Regions from separate parts of the Sus scrofa genome. Here regions 1, 2, 3 and 5 are each linked to region 4. The links are chromatin contacts, called in public HiChIP or PLAC-seq maps. All regions are on one chromosome and are shown on one strand. Each heading gives the region's core, a stretch centred on a gene start, on an enhancer-like site or on the middle of the called end of the contact. The rest is flanking DNA. Distances are from core to core; before and after follow the strand shown. Region 1 overlaps ATG5 (autophagy protein 5). Region 2 overlaps CRYBG1 (absent in melanoma 1 protein). Region 3 overlaps ATG5 (autophagy protein 5). Region 4 has its middle 22 kb from the start of PREP. Region 5 holds the start of PRDM1 (PR domain zinc finger protein 1).

The links. HiChIP or PLAC-seq counts read pairs in DNA pulled down with a chosen protein or histone mark.
Region 1: an H3K27ac HiChIP or PLAC-seq map of alveolar macrophages shows a contact between it and region 4. The contact joins two enhancer-like sites. A contact is called at or near these places in 9 of 47 Hi-C or Micro-C datasets (alveolar macrophages, embryonic fibroblasts, fetal heart ventricle and 5 more) and 1 of 2 datasets of contacts at active chromatin or transcription factors (alveolar macrophages).
Region 2: an H3K27ac HiChIP or PLAC-seq map of alveolar macrophages shows a contact between it and region 4. The contact joins two enhancer-like sites. A contact is called at or near these places in 1 of 5 promoter capture datasets (fetal skeletal muscle) and 1 of 2 datasets of contacts at active chromatin or transcription factors (alveolar macrophages).
Region 3: a contact with region 4 is called in an H3K27ac HiChIP or PLAC-seq map of alveolar macrophages. The contact joins two enhancer-like sites. A contact is called at or near these places in 11 of 47 Hi-C or Micro-C datasets (alveolar macrophages, blood, embryonic fibroblasts and 6 more) and 1 of 2 datasets of contacts at active chromatin or transcription factors (alveolar macrophages).
Region 5: an H3K27ac HiChIP or PLAC-seq map of alveolar macrophages shows a contact between it and region 4. The contact joins the promoter of PRDM1 here to the enhancer-like site in region 4. A contact is called at or near these places in 1 of 5 promoter capture datasets (liver), 3 of 47 Hi-C or Micro-C datasets (alveolar macrophages, embryonic fibroblasts and heart right ventricle) and 2 of 2 datasets of contacts at active chromatin or transcription factors (alveolar macrophages and skeletal muscle).

The regions. Positions count from the first base shown.
Region 1 is chr1:72,507,924-72,510,623 of Sscrofa11.1, reverse strand. The region is part of intron 2 of ATG5 (autophagy protein 5); the gene reads left to right. Among named protein-coding and RNA genes, the nearest start is that of ATG5, 11 kb to the left of the region's middle. Within about 2 kb of position 1,378, at least 1 of the 83 cell types and tissues checked has an H3K27ac peak or open chromatin away from gene starts, as enhancers often do. A contact at or near this core is called in alveolar macrophages, where this site is marked.
Region 2 is chr1:72,560,287-72,562,998 of Sscrofa11.1, reverse strand. The region is part of intron 1 of CRYBG1 (absent in melanoma 1 protein); the gene reads right to left. Among named protein-coding and RNA genes, the nearest start is that of CRYBG1, 8.8 kb to the right of the region's middle. Within about 2 kb of position 1,433, at least 5 of the 83 cell types and tissues checked have an H3K27ac peak or open chromatin away from gene starts, as enhancers often do. A contact at or near this core is called in alveolar macrophages, where this site is marked.
Region 3 is chr1:72,429,454-72,432,153 of Sscrofa11.1, reverse strand. All of the region lies in intron 6 of ATG5 (autophagy protein 5), which reads left to right. Among named protein-coding and RNA genes, the nearest start is that of ATG5, 90 kb to the left of the region's middle. Within about 2 kb of position 1,388, at least 7 of the 83 cell types and tissues checked have an H3K27ac peak or open chromatin away from gene starts, as enhancers often do. A contact at or near this core is called in alveolar macrophages, where this site is marked.
Region 4 is chr1:71,656,746-71,659,445 of Sscrofa11.1, reverse strand. It overlaps a transcript of PREP not described here. Among named protein-coding and RNA genes, the nearest start is that of PREP, 22 kb to the right of the region's middle. Within about 2 kb of position 1,270, at least 15 of the 83 cell types and tissues checked have an H3K27ac peak or open chromatin away from gene starts, as enhancers often do. A contact at or near this core is called in alveolar macrophages, where this site is marked.
Region 5 is chr1:72,307,674-72,310,399 of Sscrofa11.1, reverse strand. It overlaps PRDM1 (PR domain zinc finger protein 1), which reads right to left and starts at 1,304. Exons shown (of 7, transcript XM_005659341.3): 1 at 1,205-1,304.

The DNA of each region.
Region 1 (2,700 bases), core at 129-2,628, 850 kb before region 4:
GTGAGAGGAAGAGAAGAATGGGGAAGTTCCTGTTAAATAGGTACAGAATTTGAGTTCAGGATGATGAAAAGCACTGCAGATTGATAGTAGTGATGGTTGCACAATAACAAGGTGAATGTATTTAATGCCACTGAACTATACGTTTAAAATGGTTAACATGATAAATTTTATGCTAGGTATATTTTACCACAGTTTAAAAAAATGAACTTGAAATAAACCAATGAGATAAACCTAGGAAAAACCTTGTGTGGTACAGTCTGGATGTTGAAGGCAGGGCAGTGTTTTTTGCTCTTGTTTCCTTTTCATTTTTACCTAGTTGAATATCTACTAGATAAATTGTATCTATACCTACTCTCCTATATTTTTTCTTTAATCTTAGAGTTACTTCTTAATGCTACTGTAGATATTTATATTAGTTACAGATTACTCCGGCAGGCCAATTTGGAACAGAAGATTCCAACTGCATCTCAGTGTAGATTCTACCTTAAATATGGGCATTCTTTCAAATTTATCACTTTGGGCTGCTCTTGCCTTCTGAGATGGACTACTTCTGTCTGTGGAATGTGTATTTCTGTAAATAAACATTCTTTCACTTAAATAAAATAAAATAATCACATTTGACTTCTTGTCCCACTTGACCTTTGGCATCTCTGATTCATTAGGTGAATGTTTATTGTATGCCTACTATAAAGCAGGCAATATTTTGTGTATTGGAAGTGTAGCAGTGAACAAAACAGATGAAAATCCCTGTCTTAATGGAGCTCACCTTCTCCTGTTCCTCATTTCTTATTGTAAAAAGTAATTTTTGTCTCATGAAAGTCATTTGTGAATTTTTCAGCAACTTTGGTTGAACCTAGTGCATGAAGTGCGACCTTCTCGTAAATCAGGAGCTGATATCCATACTCATTAGTCCTGATACATCTTCCTTCTTATGATCTCCATGGGTTGATATCATTCTCTACAGAATAGGTTACTGTGTAATGTCCAACAGACATTTTAAAGTAAAGCCCTAAACTTACTAACATGGAACTATTGGACTAGTAGGTTGTACTGTTTTTTTTTTTTTTTTAAATGACTACTTTACCATGCTGTTTTAATTTCTTGTAGAGACTGTCCATGTTACATCTGTATTTGATTCTGTCATTTTAATTAATTCCTTTTTGACATTTATTTAATAGAATATGAGTTTGGCAAGTTATTTAAGCTGTATGTAAAATGCAGGTGATAATAAGATTTCCTATAAAACAACTAGTGTTTTCTCTTATGGATAGTAAGTATTAGTTTCCTTTTTCATTTCTTTCCTAATCACATTCTACTTGTTTCATTATGAAAGAGGAATTTACGTTCTGTTGAATCCACAATGCTATATAGCAGCTTGTTCCTAGTATTACTACCTTTTTTTTAATCTCTAGTGCAGCATGCCAGCTCCCTCCCACTCCCCTGTATCCTGGATCCCCTAGGACCACTGTCATATCCTCTTAGCTAGTTGGGGCCTGAGAAGGATTTTTGGTGATTAAATATCAGTCCCTTTAACCAGAGTATTTTTCTTGGTATATTTTCCCCCATCCAGAATGTAATTCTACTTGATTTAGTGATCAAAAGACGTGGAGTTCCCGTCGTGGCGCAGTGGTTAACGAATCCGACTAGGAACCATGAGGCTGCGGGTTCGATCCCTGCCCTTGCTCAGTGGATTAATGATCTGGCGTTGCCGTGAGCTGTGGTGTAGGTCGCAGACGCGGCTCGGATCCCGAGTTGCTGTGGCTCTGGCATAGGCTGGCAGCTACAGCTCCGATTAGACCCCTAGCCTGGGAAACTCCATATGCCGCGGGAGCGGCCCAAGAAATGGCAAAAAAAAAGACGTAACCTGGAATAAGCAGTATGAAAAATGATGCAGGGTTAGGCTCACAAAAGTAGCTAAAAGAGAGTAACAATTTTACCAGCAAGCAGAAGTTTAGGAAAGCAAGAAGTGGCTAGAGCGTCTGCTGCAAAGAAAGAAAATAAATTAATTTTTGCCAGTTTGCTCCTTTTATCTCCTTGTAAGTTCTTAACCAGTTTTCCAAAATGCTGTCTTATGTTTTCTTTCTGGGTGCCTTTCCTGGGGGAGAACACTGATGGTCTTCATACCATTCTAGTTGAGGCTTTACCAACCTCAATGTTCCTTTCCAGACTTTTCCCTCTCCAAAATCCAGAAAGGTCCAGCCTCTCTAAGGGCAGGATTGAGGCAGTTGATGGACAGTAACAGGACCACCAGCCCACCAGCATTATACCCCAAGCTTGTGCTTTACCGCATTTAAAGATTTAAATGTGTAGCTCAGAACTCCGCCATCTAACTTATCTCTCTCCTTTAGTTTTCTTCAACATTAGTAATCACCATTATCTGTTCTAATTGATTTCCAGACCTCCTCTGCTTTTTTCCTTCATTCCAGTCTCATAGTATTTCCTTAACAGATTTCCTTGTTTGGAATCTTTTATCTCCTTGCAGTCTTTTATATACAACAGCTAGAATATTCCTCAAGTACTGTTCCTCTCATCATACCATCGTTTTATTCATGGTATCATAGTGGCTCCTATTGTTTTTCAAATGAAAATTTCTGTTTGATCTTTAAAGGCCTTTCTTTTGGCACCATGAAGTGTTTTTATAAGTACTTTTTATGAGGGTTTTTTTTTTTTTTTTGAACCTCCACTTTATTTTAGCTTCAT
Region 2 (2,712 bases), core at 184-2,683, 900 kb before region 4:
ACTTCTTACAAGTGAGATTAGGACAATCACAACATGCAAAAGTCAAAACTTTCAGCAAATGCCAGACATTCAGTCGTGCTTTGCTTTTATCTTGAAAAAAATCCAAATTCTAGTTTTAGACTAGCGTGTTTAAACACGTTTAGTGAGACACGCAGAAATACAAATGCTCTTGTTTCCAGCCAACGTAGTCTCCAATGAAGGTCTCCTGATCAATAATTGAATCTATTCCAGACAAAATTGTTTGAGGGAGTCAATACTAAAAGAGAACGGTTTTAACCCCATCTTGGAGCAACTACGTTTTCTTGTTTTGCAGGTAATAACAACCCACTTAGTTCATGGGAATGAAGCAGTGGAGAAGCCAGCCAACTTTTGCAAGATAGTAGAGCCGAGAATGGCTGGCAAGACCTAGGGAGCCTCCCCTGCACAAGCTTGTAAAAGGCCAGTTCTTGGGTTTTGGACATGGCAGCATGATAAAGGAGCCCCTTTGTTTCAACATAATTGTCAACAGTTTGGTTGGACTGTCTTATCTTTTTCAAACAGCTGATGAGAAAACAATCAAGCTGTGCTTTCCTAGGATATTTATGAAATCTGTCAGTATTATCAAAACATTTAAATGACAAATCATAAATAAAATATTATATGTTATAGCACCATCTTTATGTCAAGCCCTATAAAGGGAATTCTTGAATGGGTACAGTATAGAAACCATAATTATAAATGCCATTTTGTTATAAAACATGGCTTGTGAAAACTTTAAACATTTTTTTAAAAAAACATGGCGTGTGTGTGTATGTGCTGTTTGAGTTTTGGGTTTGTTTTTTTTTTTCTGTTTCTTGGGCCGCTCCCGAGGCATATGGAGGTTCCCAGGCTAGGGGTCAAATCGGAGCTGTAGCCTCTGGCCTATGCCAGAGCCACAGCAACGTGGGATCCGAGCCGCATCTGCAACCTACACCACAGCTCACGACAACGCCGGATCGTTAACCCACTGAGCAAGGGCAGGGACCGAACCCGCAACCTCGTGGTTCCTAGTCGGAGTCGTTAACCACTGCGCCAAGACGGGAACTCCGAGTTTTGGGTTTTTGAGGGTTTTTTTTTTTTTCCTTTTTTAGGTAGTAGGTAAACTACTAATTATAGCACAAACTCTGAAAGTATTCAATGTCCAGACTGAAGTGTATATATCAGCTGAATAACTAACAACTCAATCTGGGGATCAGAGAGTCTCATAGTTGTTGGTTTATGAATCTAGGCATAGTCATGAGGAAGGTAGATGAGTCAGCTGGGCTCCTGTTTTGGAGGTGGAGGCCAGGAATGGAGAGGAACAGTCTATAGCTTAAGAGAACCAAAAACAAACAAACCAAAAACCACTGGCTGAGCAGAAATCAAAAATAGCTTTTTTGTCTCACTTCCTCTATCTGCATTGCATTCTTTGAACTTCAGTTTCCTCATCTGAAAAATGAGAGTCTAGGCTTACTGCAGAGAGCCACTGGGAGCCTCAAGTGGGATAAACTATCTGCAATAGTTTATAATCTTTGAAGTGTACGGACGACATAAGGTGAAACTTGTATTCATTGGCAGACAACGCTCTATGATAAATCAGGAAATTAAACTAAAGGAGTCCAGAAGCAGGACTTCTAGTGACTAAAGCTAAAGTTACTCCTAGAATTGAGAAATTCTGGAGAGTTCCCGTTGTGGTACAGAGGAAATGAATCCGACTGGGAACCATGAGGTTGTGGGTTTGATCCTTGGCCTCGCTCAGTGGGTTAAGGATCTGGCGTGTCAGTGAGCTGTGGTGTAGGTGGCAGACATGGCTTGGATCTCAAGTTGCTGTGGCTATGGCATAGGCCAGTGGCTGCAGCTCTGATTCCACCCCTAGCCTGGGGACCTCAATATGCTCCAGGTGCGGGCCTAAAAAGCAAGCAAGCAAGCAAGAAAAGGAGAAAAAAAAGAAAATCTGACAACACACTTACCCTGAGCAGCAACTGTGAGCTTTGAGGGCCACCTAGCCAGCAACTTACCTCTGACCTTGCATGCTACTGCCTATGCCAAGACTGTGGGGGTGGGAGGAGGGTGTAACAACTACGCCCACTTTTAGGTTATGCTGCTTCCTGACAAAGCGTGGGCAGAAGCCCAGGTCTCAAGACTTAGACGCAATACTTTTGTATATGACATAAAGCTTGGAATGTCTGCTTTAAAATTGTTGTTTTTTTCTAAGATTTGGAACTCCAGCCCCAACCCTTATGAGCTCTGTGACACTAGTAAAACTATATTCTGCTCTATGCCTCATTCTTCCCCCAAATAGGAATAATAACAGTTCCTACCTCTCCGGGATGTTATGAATTAACTGTAGTGAGTTAATATTTGTCAAGTGCTTAGAAAAGTGTCTGATACACACAGCGTTGGTTAAATAAACTGCATCTTTCAACAAAATCTTTATGGAAAACAGCGTATTCACAGACATAGTCTAAAGTTGTTATTATAAGTCAAATGCTTCCTCTACTTTGTCTTATTCACAACACATGCTATTTTGCCTCTTGATCCCAATTACAAGATAATCCAAAGAACTGGAGTTCCTGTCGTGGCTCAGGGGAAATGAATCTGACTAGCATCCATGAGGATGCAGGTTTGATCCCTGGCCTTGCTCAGTGGGTTAAGGATCCAGTGTTGCTGTGGCCGTGGCATAGGCCGGCGGCTACAGCTCCAATTCAACCCCTA
Region 3 (2,700 bases), core at 139-2,638, 770 kb before region 4:
TAAAAGCATTCATTTGAAAATGGTCTGTTCTTTTTACTTAATGAGGTATTGTAATTGTGTATATTCTTAAGCTAATTTTAACATGAGGCTTCTTTTGAAAAGCATGTGATGCAAAATTTGACATGCATGAATATATCTTAGGCCAAATATGCATGTGACAATTTGAAGCACATATCATGTGTCATTGTTGGTAAGGTCTGGCAGCATATCCTGTGTAAACCCCTATTTTCTTTTTCTTTGTGCCACATATTTATTCTAATTAAGAAAACTTCAAAGAGAACTGATGGTTGAAGACCAATTATTTTTTATTCTCTACATTCTTGGCTCTATAAAGACTAAATAGTGTTACCTTTCTTTGGCTTCACATTTAACCGTGTTTTTAAAGGGAGGAATGAAAAGAACTAATCCTTGTTAAGCACCTGTTGTATTAGGTGTTCTATGTATTTCATTTTATTTAACTGTTACAGCAGTGATTCAAAAGTATATATTATTTCCATTTTTTAGATTTAGATACAGACTCCCGAAGATTGATATAATTTGCCATGGGAACATAATCAGTTGTGTTGGGAGTTGCAATTCCAACTAAGCCTTGGCTAATTCCACTGCATTTGATATTCCAAGCTTTATATGCTAAATTCATAGCTCATTTTTCTCCCTTTATTCACCAATCTCAAAGGTACTGTTTTATTCCATCTGCCTCTGAATACTTTAGTGGGCAGGGGCATATATGAAAGGGAAGAATTGGTGCTGTACTCTGCCTGAAATGGCCTTATCTCTTTCTGTATTCAAAAATATATTTATATATATATATAATGTATTTCAAGTTTGAAGCTTGACCTATATTCTCTTCTTTGTTTTCATCTTTGAAAATTCTGTTCAATTTTATTTTAATACATTGTACCTATTGGTATAATTTCCACACTTATAAAATGAAATTATGTAACCAGTTATAGGGTTTGTTTACTTGTTTACTCTAGCTGCCAGAAAATCCAGAGTTATAGTTTGTGCTTGGGAGTTTAAATTTTTTCACAGTGCTTTGTGCGTATTTCTGTTACTACTTAACAGGGTCTTAAAATTATTTGTTTATGCATCCATTGTTCATTTTTGTATCCATCGGCACAGGTAATACCTTGGTAAGTGCTCAATAAATGTTTAATGAATGAAGATTTCTGATAAATTTGCCCCTGCCCACTGGTTGCTAGAGATCCTAGACCTGGGTACAGCTATTGGGATAATTCTTTTTTGTTTGGTTTTGTTATGGCTGGACTCTTGACTGTCAGGATCTGGATTGTTTGGTGGCGGGGGTGGCACGCCAGCATAAGGACTGTGTCTAGTTGCCAAGACCATAGGAATTTACCCAAAGCACATGAAATCAGCCTAACTCTCAAAATAGGAAGAAGGAAGTGAATCTAAGAAGTGAGGCCAGAAATGAGAGCTGCCAGTGGGGCGAAGTGGAATCAGGAAGAGAAGATGTGATCAGAAACTGGGAACAGGCTAGGAAGCAGAATTTGAAAGGATTGGGGTGAGTGGTTCTGGAAGGAGGCTGAGCGCACTCTTAGAGGGCAGGTTTTACTAGATTAAAGAAGCTACTCAGGACTGATCAGAGAGCTTTGTGAAGGCAGAAACTGCTCATTTTTTTTGCTGAATACCTTCAGCAACTGCCTAATACAATAAAAGAGATGAATTAAAGTAAGAATAAACAAATGAATTAATGAAACAAATCTATTTGCAGATCACACAGTTTATCCATATCCCTCATATCCACTCTCTTCATTTTCTTTGGCACAATTCAAGCTCATATCCTCATTATTTCTCATGCAAACAAACAGTTCTCTAATCTCTTCCAATTTTTATTTATATTATAGATTGCAGCAAGATTAGTCTTCCCACCCCTCATTCAGTTTACATAAATCAGAAGCAAAAATAGTTCACCCATTTCTTCCACACTCTACTCCCAAAGTCTGGCAACCAGCAGATGCTCTGTATCAGTGAGCTTGGTTTGCTTGATTTGTTGGTTGGTTGGGTTTTGTTTTGTTTTGTTTTTCAGATTCCACATATAAGAGATGGGATAATTCTATCCAAGAAAAAGATGTGTTAATAGTTTTTGTTGTTACTATATACATGCTTTTGTTATAAGCAACCTCAAATCTTTTTCTTTTAACATAGGCGGGAAATAAATGTAATATTCTTCGTTGCAATTTATTTATCTTTAAATCCTTGTAATGCCTGTCAGCTGAAATATCACTGGCCACGTGATACTCGAAAGTGAAATATTACATTGTGGTTTTTTACTAATGACGTTAAGAAAAGTTTTATTGGTGTTCATCATTGTTACCATTTGGTTATAATGAAGCCTTTACTACTTACTAGTAAAGCTTTTAAAATATATAAATTTAGTTATTTTTAAGTTGAATCAAGTGAAAGTACACTGATTTTGAGGGCCACAGTAATTGTTAGTGGGATTTTTAATATTGGAAATAGCTTTACAGTTATTTGTGTTTTATTAGACTTGTGTATTATAAAATCTAGTTTTTCTGATGCCTTCAGTTCAATTTATGTTAGCTATGAATAATGACAAATAAAAATGAGAGCTTTTTTATTTCTTGATTTTTTTTTATAATTTATCCCTTTTTCAGATTTAATTCTCCCAAAACACATCATACTACCTATATAGCTAATGAAATAAACCTAATTACATTC
Region 4 (2,700 bases), core at 21-2,520:
TAACAGGCTCAGAGATGAGCATTACTAATGAAAGCACGATTATGTTCACTTGGCTAGCTTAGCTTGAAATACGGCTACGAATCAGGTGATCAGTAATAACTATGTCAGAGTTCCTGCTGTGACTCAGCAGGTTAAGAATCTGACATGAAGGTGTGGGTTCAATCCCTGGCCTTGCTCAGTGGGTTAAGGATCTGGTGCTGCTGTGGCTGGGGTATAGGCTGGCGGCTGCAGCTCAGATTTGACCCTTAGGCTGGGAACTTTCATATATCGCAGGTGTGGCCCTAAAAAGAAAATAGTAATAGTAATAATAATAATAGTAATAATAGTAGTAATAATAATAACTATGCGATGTTTTTAGACAATATCAAATACTAATCTCTCATACACTATAATACCTAGATTGGCTTTAAGGAAAATCAGTTCTTTGCTTGCATGCCTTTGAGGCTTGTGTATGAAATGAAGAAAGAAATAAAAAGCCTAACACAGAAACATCCTTTCTCTAAGCTCTTCTTTTAATTCATCACATCAGCAGAGGGCTCCATGAATAGGAGCACAGATACATGATTTTGAAATATCTGAATTTGGACAAAAAGAAGGCAACCCCAAGGGACATAAACCGAGAACAAGCAATTCATCATGAACAAAATCTCTATCCCTGCTTATCTCTGCTGACGGTCCATTTTCAGCTCTCAGCAAGGAAAAGGATCTGCAAATGTCTGTTTTACCATTTTGGTCCACACCTTCCCAGGGTCATGAAAAATGACCCAGAAGACATTGCTGAGTGAAAGGACACCTTACCAGGGTGACACAAGTGAAAGAAAGAAATAAGCAAACAATGAGGCCTTTGACAAAGAGCCTGAGGATTGATTTCCTCATAGCGAATAGGACTAATCAGTGGTTATGAAAGCAGAAGGTCCAACTGCCATTAAAACAACACTCCCGCCTTGCTCTGCAGCCCTCAGAAGCCACGAAGAGAAGAGTTCATGCTCTCTCCAGTCAGACAGGTCAGACGGACTCCTCTGCCCTTCCTGAGCACGAGGGGAAGAAAGCCTCCACACAAAGGAAATGTTTTTATTGGCCCTCGGTTCAGAGCATGTTGATATCCCTGTTTTTAACGACTCACTGGTCAGTCTGGGTGTGGTGGCTCGTTTTGAAAGCTGAGTCTTAAGGAAGTAGGTCAAGTGAGCCACTGTCGTGCTCTCCTGAGCGTGACTGCTTCCTCACCCTGTCCGCGTGTGTCGCGGTGGAACTGGTGTCTTGCTGGTCCAGAGTGCCACCTACTGATTCACCAGCCAGCATTTCTGCTTACCCCCAACTGACCAGCAGGGCTGGATGCTCTCCTTAAGATGGACCAAGCTGGACAAGCAAACAGCCTGTCATGCTCAGAGTCAGAGCAGCTTGGTCAAAGTATGGGATGTAGTTGAGGAAAGACCAGGGATTAGGACTGAGATAAATTAAAGGGGGCTATATATGTCTGCAAGAGGGAATTTTGAAATGAAAGAAGACAAGGGCTGTGAGATTCTCAGAGGCAAGCAGACAAAGGGCTTTCAGGGAAAATGTAAGCAGCAGTCCATGTGCCCTTCCCCCATCACTGTAGCAGAGACTGCCAGCTCTCCCCCCAAGTCCTCTTCTCCCCAGCATACAGAGAGGCTCCATTTTCCTGGTTCCTTGCTGTTGGTGTAGCCATGTGTCTGGGCTCTGACTGGTGGAATGTGAGAGGAAGCTCTGGGTGCTACTTCCAGGCCTGGCCCATAAAAGCCGTCTGCTCATGGTCCCCATTTCCCCTGCTGGCTGCCTGTGGCGGTGTCACTGGAAGCCGTGTGTTAAAGACAGCATCACTGCATTGGCCTGGATTTCTGTAAGGAGTAGAGCCCACTTTCCCCTTTTCCCATCTCCAGCTGCTGACTGGAAACCACATGGCCCCATGAAAAAAGAAAGGACTTCATGTTCTCTAAGCCATTGAATTTTTAGGACTTCTTTGTTGCTGTAGCAAGGCCTGCCCTGGCTCTTATTTTTTATCACGTCCATGACATGACCTGACTCACATACTGTTATGAACTACCAATCCAGTGCACAATTCTCTTCATCCTCAATCAGCAATGAATATAGAGACCCGCTTGGTTTGACAAGGTTTCTTCTTTAGCTTCATCTCTCCTCACTCCCCACATTGTCCCACGTGTTCCAGCTCTACTGAACTCTCATGCTCCCTCACACGCCTTTCTGTCCCTCAGCTCTCAGAGTTTCCATAGGATGCTCCCTAAATGCTCCTCCCTTGCCCTTCCCATCACAACTCCTCCTTTCTGATCTGAAACTTATTAATTCCTACTCAATCTCCAGATGGCAGCTGGGCCATTACTACCTTGGGGGCCCCTTCCCTCCTCCCCCAAGACCGAGTTGGGGGACCTCTGTGCTCCCACAGCACCATGACCTGTAGGCCCTATGGTATTAGTCTTCCTTCCAGAATTTAGGCTTCATTAAAACATGAATTGTGTCACATTCATGACTGAATCCCCGGATCCTAGCATGGTGCCTGGAATGTGGGGTGCACTCTGTAAACCCTTTATTAAATGGAAAACTTCCTCCTGAAGTAGCCATCAAAATCCTAATAAAAAACTGAGATAACGCTTGAGAATAATACAACTTACTTGATATCTTTCTATAATTCATTCCAATGTTTAATTCAACCTCCCGTACATGGAT
Region 5 (2,726 bases), core at 55-2,554, 650 kb before region 4:
CTAGGGGACATAAGTAACCCACACTCCCAGCTCACTGCCTGATGACCTGCGATTGCAATGTTATGCCAGAGGGGACGCTAGCACCCAGAGGAAACACGACTTTTAGGCGGCACACGTGCTGGGGGTATAAAACTGAATGAACAATTCCTTACAAGAGTTCTCAGAAAGCGCCAAGATGATAATTAAACAAGAGAAATCCAGCCTTCTCCAGAGGGTTTATTAACTGATGCTGAGTCAGCGCCCGCATGGACAAAAAAACAATGTAGTCATACTGAAGGCCGGCCTGCTGTTCAAACAGTCTCGCCTGCAGATGTTAAAGAGTATCTCACTTCCCTTTTAGAACCAAACTCTTGTCTTAGGCCATATACACCCCTGCAAGTGCTGGTGAGTCAACCGTGGTGGGGTAAAGGAATGGGCAAAAAGTTGCAAGGTTGAGGTGGGAAGAGGCTCCTTTAAGCCAAATATTTACTCTAATGACTGGAAGATGCCAGTGAATCAACTCACTGTTAATTAATATCAGCCTGCACTCACCTTCAGAGGTGGTGAAATGAGCTTGAGTCTAGGGAGGACGCAAACTTCAAATACCAGCGTGGGGCTTAGCAGGCAACCCTAAAATTAGTTCCAGGTGCTCCAGCTGAGCTGGACAAGGCCACGAGTGGAACTTGAAGGAAAGTCAAATTTGAGACCCAGTGTTGGACTATAAAACCCTTCAAATAATCCAAAGAAGCACCAAACCAAACCATTTTTTTACTGTCATTGTAGCAGTCAAGGGATATAATTTAATGTGATATAATTTAAAATGAAAGCTGCAAAAAAGGAAGAGGGAATAAAGGAAGGAAGCAGGCCCCTGTCGTAAGAAAACGCATGTTCATATAGTCCTATCTAGGTATAGTCCAGCACAAAAGTGCTTGGGGGTGAGGAGGGGAGGCAGAGAGGAGAAGGGGTGGCCCACCAAATGTCACTCACCCCTTCTAGAAGGCCCGATGAGCACCGCATTTAGGATGCTGGCAAGCAGGCAGACGTCAGCACTGGTACAGCTGTGCAGAGAGAGCTAGCTATCTAAGGCTGCCCCTGCCTAGAGTCTTTACATCTCAAAGTGTTTGCTTCTAAGTAATGCCTTGGTGTGTTTTTAGTCACTATATTATTTCCCTCCCTGTTAGAGCACCAAAAAAAAAAAAAAAAAAAAAAAGCCAACCTCAGTTACCTTTATTAATCAGCATTTCTCAGGCAGAGTTCTCTCCTTAAGAGTGTTCACAATGGCAGCAAATCATGAATGATCCAAACAGCTCGCCTCTCAGAAACCCCCATCTATTCCCTTTGATGGTGTCATCACAGCAGCTCGACAAGCCTATGATATTCAGCCTCAGCTACTGGGCCCGGCCCAGTCCTCTCTCGGTGGGCTGGGCGTTGCATTTGTAGGCTGCCAGATGAGTGTGGGCGAAGACTATTGTAGAAGGAAGGGAAGTTGAGCACCAAATCTGGAGACCTGGCTCCCCTTGGGAAAAAAACAACAACTCTCTTTTTTTTTTTTTTCCTAAGGAAAGTAAAAAATGGGATGAAATGGGCCTAAGATGAAACGTGTTTTCATTTTCTAATTCAACTCCTGCTCTACCCAAACAAGGTCAATGACAGAGTAACCACATCAAGAGGACACCCCCCCCACCCTCCCTTCCCCACTCCCTACCCACCCACTCACCCTCACCCCCCACACCCACTTCCCACTTCCTGTAAGTCAGGCATCTTCATGCTGGTAAACATTTGGGGACCAACTGCAAGCCAGAGCTCCAAAAGCGGGGCACGGTGGCTTTGAAGCCCTCCCACATGTCTCAAAGCCAGGCTGAGCACCAGAGGGGTACTTGATTTTTACACTTTAACAGCCTTTTCAACTCAAATCATCAGGCTTGGCGTTCCGGCTGCCTTCCCTTTTTAAAGCCGGATGAGAAGGGCAGGGGTGTGTGTGAGTGAGAGAGAATGTATGTATGACACATGCTAGGTTACAATGCAGCGTGTGTGTCATTGGTATGATATGTGTATGATATGTTTCAACCATGGGTTGCATCAATTTAAAAATAGCACAGGCCTTCCTTCCCGTGACACAGCTCACCACCCCAACACACTGGACAAACATATTCAGGGCCTAACCCTTGGGATGGTAAGTAAGCCTAGGGGGCTGTGGATGTTTGGAAATGAGGTCAGTGTTTTGACTTCCTAAATAAGAGAAACAAAATTTAAGGGCAGTGAAGAACCAAAGCGGAGCTCCCTTCCCTCCCCTGGTAAGTGCCACCCAGAGAACTTTATAAAACTTTGTAAAACCCACACAAATGTCTGAGGTCTTGGGATTTACAGAACCACCTGTGTCTCATCCTACCTTCCTTTCAGATGGACAGTTGTGTCCTTATGGAATCATTTACGTATTTTTCTTTATTATTATTTTTAGGGCCACACCTACAGCATGTGGAAGTTCCCAGGCTAGGGGTCGAATCCAAGCTGCAGCTGCCAGCCTACGCCACAGACACAGCCACACAGGATCCGAGCCACGTCTGCGATCTACACCGCAGCTCACGGCAACGCCGGATCCCCAACCCACTGATCTGGGCTGGGGATGGAACCCAAAACTTCGTGGATATTAGTCAGGTTCTTAACCCGCCACGCCACAATGGGAACTCATTTACATATTTTTAAATTGTCCTTTGAGTTTGACATCCACGCACTTAATAAACAACCAC